Linked DNA regions of Sus scrofa: region 1 is linked to region 2. Evidence: chromatin contacts called from public Hi-C data. All regions are on one chromosome and are shown on one strand. The core of a region is the stretch at or near the end of the contact, and the rest is flanking DNA. Distances in the headings are between cores, read along the strand shown.

Region 1 (2,700 bases), core at 73-2,572, 280 kb after region 2:
AAATCTGGGGGAGTTAATGGTTACGGGGCAAACCTTGGCCAGTTAGAGACAGGAGATGGCAAGGACAGAGCAGATACACTGCTTGCCCTCCCTCCCCACGTGCAGGGCTCCACGCTGCTTCTTTGGAGAGGTCCTCCCAGCACCTGGCAGGGTTTTCCTACCGAGCTGTGGCTGGCTCAGCACTGCCATCTGGTGTCCAACTTCCTTCACTGCCTCACTCTTTCCCTTTTCTCATTTTTGCTTTGATAGAACAGACCCAGAGCCCAGTAAGTTCCCTTCCAGGCCCCTTTACTTCCTGCTGCTCTATAAAGGACGTGGCTATGGCATGGGACAGGTACCATGTGCCTAAAGACACAATTTTTAAAAAGTCAAGTCTTGATACTTACAAGAATCCATTTCTCTAGCAAGAACATGGACAGACACCTTATGTCTCCTCGGGGCATCCACTGCCAACATTTCCTAGGTGGAAAGAAGAGCAAGGTCACCCTTTCGCTCTACCGCAGAACTTAACTTGGGGTGCTCCCTTACAACGATGAGGAATCAGCTCTCACACAGTCAGAAACAGAAGAGATGCTTCTCTATCTTTTCCCTCAATGACAGTAGTTCATTTAAACTCTACGAAGATTAGGAGGGCAGGCAAGAATTATTCTTAACCCTACCTTACAGACAAGAAAACTGAGCCCAAGGAGATTAAGTGCTCAAGGTCCCAGGGCTAATAAAACCATGGGATTGAAAACCTTGAAAGGTACTCATCAGGGTGGGATGCAGGGCTGCACCTAGTGATAGTGTCTGCAGAGAAAACAGTCTGAGCTTAGTAAAGGGATGACCACACTGTCTGCTCCACCAAGAACCTTCTCAGGTTCCACATCGGGGCACTGCTGTGGTTCCTCATGTACCAAGAGAGAATAAAACTAACATTTCTTGAGTCCTGTCTTGTATCAGCCCCTCTCCTATGTTAGCTCACTTGATTTTCTGTACGCTAAGCATCATGATGATTCCTATTTTAGAAACTCGGACTCTGAAATGCAGAGAGGTACAATGACTTGCTAGAATTGCACAGCTCATAATGGGTGGTGCCAGAAGTAAGGTCTCTCTGTTCTCTCCATTCTACCACGTTGCTTTGAGGGGCTCCCCTAAGTTACTACTAAGAATGCCAGGAGTGGTTGGTTGGCAGAATGATGCTGTCAGGAAGTACGTCTCCACCCCTTCCTTAATGCTGGACCTGCATCTGTCTTTTCCAAAGGGAAAACTTAGGTTGTGATGTAGCTTCCCCTGATGGGTCAGCCAGAACTAATGTTTTATATCCTCAGAGGAAGAGATCATCAACACAGCCAAAGTGACTCACAGTTATTTATGGAACAGTTATTATAAGCCTGGTCCTGTGCAGCTGCAATGGCCGCCCTGCTGAGGTTGCACACAAACTTGACCATGGCTCCTGCCAGCTGGCAGAAGCACCTCTCTCAGGAGCTCAGCCCAGGTTTGTTTCCAGTAACAGTCCCTCATCTGAGAGTTTCTTACTGATTAGAGTAAAAAGTTTGCTTCTAAAGATCTAAGCCTGGTCGTTCTGCAGAGGATCTGGGAAGAAATGTAATTGGTAGACCATGAAAATTACCCTTTTTCTCTATGAAAGGATAAGCAACTCCAAGTCAAGGACTATTCCCTTTTCCTCACTCTCCCACATAGCACCAAGAGTGGTGAATTCGATCTCATCAGCCTTCACTGTACAACTAATTTCACAAAATCATCCTAATGAGAACTGCAAGTACCGACTCTGGCAGTTACAACACAGCCCTGAAAAAATGACAATGGGAAGCAGGTGCTACCCCTCCCAGGGATGTTAGCACAAAGCAGGACTGAGTTCTTGACAAAAAACCTAGTATCTAATAAGTCAGATATGAACCAGGAGACATGGCTAAGAACACAAGATGGGGTATAATTCTAAGGCACTATGGTAATTACAGAGTTTAATTTTGCATCATGTCCTATAAAGTAGGCATAAAAGTATTTTACACAAATACATCACAAAGGAGATACGTAACAATTTAGGTACAACTCCATTGCAGCATAACTTTTTAATTTCTGCCCTTAGTATGCTTATTACACTTTACATGTCCACTTAAAAAATTTTTTTACTCTTCCTCTAAGAATTGTTACAGGTGGGGAAAATTTAGATAGTATAGACCTCTAAAAGCTGCACTGGGAAAACTTTAATGGTCGTGCCTCTCTTTTCTCTTGACAGACTTTCGCACTGAGCATAGGAAATTTAAAACTCACAAGATCTCCAGTTTGGGATTAGCAGATGCAAACTACTATATATAAAATAGATAAACAACAAAGTTGTTTCCCTACTATACAGCACAGGGAACTATATTCAATCTCTTCTAATAACCTACATGGAAAAAATATGAAAAAGAATATATATGAATAACTGAATCACTTTGCTGTATACCTGAAATTAATACAACATTGTAAATCAACTATATTTCTTTTTTTTTTTTTTTTGTCTTTTGTTTTTTTAAGGCCACACCCGTGGCATATGGAGATTCTCAGGCTAGGGGTCGAATCAGAGCTACAGTTGCCAGCTTACGCCACGGCCACGGCCACAGCAATGCCAGATCTGAGCTGTATCTGTGACCTACACCACAGCTCACAACAACGCCGGACCCTTAACCCACTGAGCAAAGCCAGGGATTGAACCCA
Region 2 (2,700 bases), core at 154-2,653:
ATCCCTTGTACAGGCTAAACAAAACTATCTGCACGCCAGATCCATTCTGCGGCCCCAGTCTGTGATCTCTGACTAGAAAGGTTAGTTACTACACAGCTGACAATGGAATGTTTTGCTCTATAAGCACTTATGAAAGAAATACAAAAGTCGTTTTTCTTTGGTTTCTTTTTTAAGCATATATCCCTATGGAAGTCCTGGTGAGGATCATAAACCTACTTTTGGCTAAATTACTTGTCTTCTGAATTCTCATCTCCTGAATTAATAATCAGCTTTGAATAATTCTTATCTCCAAAGGCAAATCTTCTTAAGGATAAAGGCAAAAACCGTATATGAAGCTTGGGAGTATAAATATGCCAATTTATACCATAGAGTGACTTCAACAGCCTTCAAGAAAAAATCTAAAAGAACATAACATTAACATGTAATAGCAACACTTAGTACTGAAAGCACTAAGTTTCCTTTTCGAGGTTTCCCAAAGTGTGTTCTGTGAAGCACAGGTTCCCCAGGGTTATTCTGCCAGACAAGCAGTGTGTGGGAAAAGTTAAAAACTACCTCTTCCTTCTTGGAGTTTCACGGCACAACAACATATATATCAATTAAAGGCTCTGAGAAGTTCTATAGGAAAGGAATCTGTTCAAACATTGTTTAACCCAGCATTTCCAAATTATTTCCATTTTTTTGCATAAAACTTATTAATATCCACACTGGATAACACTACCCTATTATATGTTACTCTTAGTATGTATTAAAATACAGCACAATAGGCTTGAACTAATTGAACAAAACATCATAGAAACTTCACTCACATCAAGGCCTTTTCCTCACTTATTTCCTGTTACTGCTCTCAGAGAGTTAACTAAAGTTTCATTCTAGTTGAAACTGAAAGTCATTAACAGGGATAAGATTAGGCCAAGTGCTAGGAAACAAAATTAAGAAATGCAATATAGGTCACTTATTTTGACAGGATGCTACAAGATAACATTAAAAAGAAAATTTCATTGAAAATTTGCAAAGGCCTCTAAGTTAAAATTAAATATAAAATGCATCTGTATTGTAGCTTTAATAATAGGATAAGAAAAAACATACGGTTTCAGTAAGAACAGTTTTAAATAAAAGCCTTAGAGTTTCAAGTTTCTGAACATGATCCTATAGCTCTAGAATTCTTTCAGTATAGACCAATTCTATTCAGAATTTAGACATTCATCTACCAGTAAACAATGCTATCTTTAGCTCATTTTGAACACTTCATCCTTGTCTGGTCCTTTCCTTAAGTTACAAATATTCACCACATGAACGTTCTACTGCATGGTGCCTTCCTTTTCGTCTGTTCATCTTAAGGCAGCTCTAAAAAGCAACCAAACTGTTCAGACTCAACAGTGCAATCTGGTGGCCAGTTTAGGAAATTACCTGAACAAAAGCCCCTTCCTTGCCATCTCTTTCCCACAAATGATCCATAAAGCACATGGCGCAGCATCCCTTCCACCCTGCCCCATTTTCTTTTTCCTCTTTTTTATTCCCTTCAAACTCCTACTCAAGCTCTTCAGGAAAAAGTCTCCGTTTTTCTCTCCTAATCCTGCAATCCTTTCAATCTACATGAACTGGAAAAACAATACCGCAGAAACCATCAGGACTGCTCTCCCCAACAAGCAGGAGCATTCCGGCTCTTCTGACAGCCAGGATGAGTCAGCTGGACTGAGGTCCGCTGACATGCAGCTGCAGCAGCTCAGCTGTAGTGGTAATGAACTCAGACCCACCCCAGCTGTCAGCAATTCTATTTTAGGCCACAGAGGCCTCACAGAATGACTGGGGTGCCTCACAGTATCACAAATAAACTAGTTTGTGGTTTGTGAGGCATCTTTAACTCTTCCCTGGTTGTTTTATTATTATTAACCACCAAAACTAACAGCCATAACAGCAATAATTGTGGTTTGGACTCTTCAAAGCACATTCGTAGTTGGTATCTCATTTCCACCTAATTTTTACTGCACAGCTCCATAACAGCCAACTTTGAGGCGTTTAGATGCTAGCTACTATTCTCAAATGCTGCCCTCCACCCAATGGGGAGGAAAAGGAGATGCACTCCCTCTCTGTTCTGGGCGAAGGAACCTAATAGCTGCTCAGAGTCAACAGCCTTGATAAGACTTCTGTACCCTCGGCAGCTCTGGGGCCTCAGGAAGAACTCTACTGGGACTCAAAGCAAAAAGCTCTCTTACACTCAGACTATTCCTTCCACTCCTCAGATCCTGGTAGAGCACAGCACTTCATCAAAATAGCCAAGATTCTTCCTAGACAGGGAGCCAAAAGCAACCCTGGGAAATTCTCTCACCCTCCCAGGATATTCCAACCTACATCAGTCTCAGGAAACGGTCCAGGTACAAAAAGGAAACTGCTGCCATCGGCACCAAGCTGCACAGCCTGATGCATGGAAACCAAGGCTTAAAGCCCCAATGGGACAGTTCAAACAGCACTCTATATACTGTTTCCTAAAGGCACCCAGTACAAAAACAGAGCATGCAAAAGCTGTGCCTCCCCAAATGGCGATGAATGTCCTTGCTCTATGCATGATATAATAAAGCCATTATCAATTAGATGCTATGATTAATACTGGTACCTAGAACTGGAAGATTCAAGGGAACACCTTCCCGCTAAAGGCTTGCCAGACTCCTTCAGGAACATCAGACCACTCTGCTTTGTGAGCTG

What was found. A called contact is a pair of places that touch in the nucleus more often than the background predicts.
Region 1: a Hi-C map of skeletal muscle shows a contact between it and region 2, with 4 times the contacts expected there. The contact joins two enhancer-like sites. A contact is called at or near these places in 7 of 47 Hi-C or Micro-C datasets (embryonic fibroblasts, fetal heart ventricle, heart right ventricle and 3 more) and 1 of 2 datasets of contacts at active chromatin or transcription factors (skeletal muscle).

What each region holds. Positions count from the first base shown.
Region 1 is chr14:103,997,214-103,999,913 of Sscrofa11.1, forward strand. IDE (insulin-degrading enzyme) reads right to left here. Exons shown (of 25, transcript XM_001925381.7): 23 at 387-459. Among named protein-coding and RNA genes, the nearest start is that of IDE, 110 kb to the right of the region's middle. Within about 2 kb of position 1,323, at least 11 of the 83 cell types and tissues checked have an H3K27ac peak or open chromatin away from gene starts, as enhancers often do. A contact at or near this core is called in skeletal muscle, where this site is marked.
Region 2 is chr14:103,718,033-103,720,732 of Sscrofa11.1, forward strand. All of the region lies in intron 9 of CPEB3 (cytoplasmic polyadenylation element-binding protein 3), which reads right to left. Among named protein-coding and RNA genes, the nearest start is that of CPEB3, 150 kb to the right of the region's middle. Within about 2 kb of position 1,404, at least 16 of the 83 cell types and tissues checked have an H3K27ac peak or open chromatin away from gene starts, as enhancers often do. A contact at or near this core is called in skeletal muscle, where this site is marked.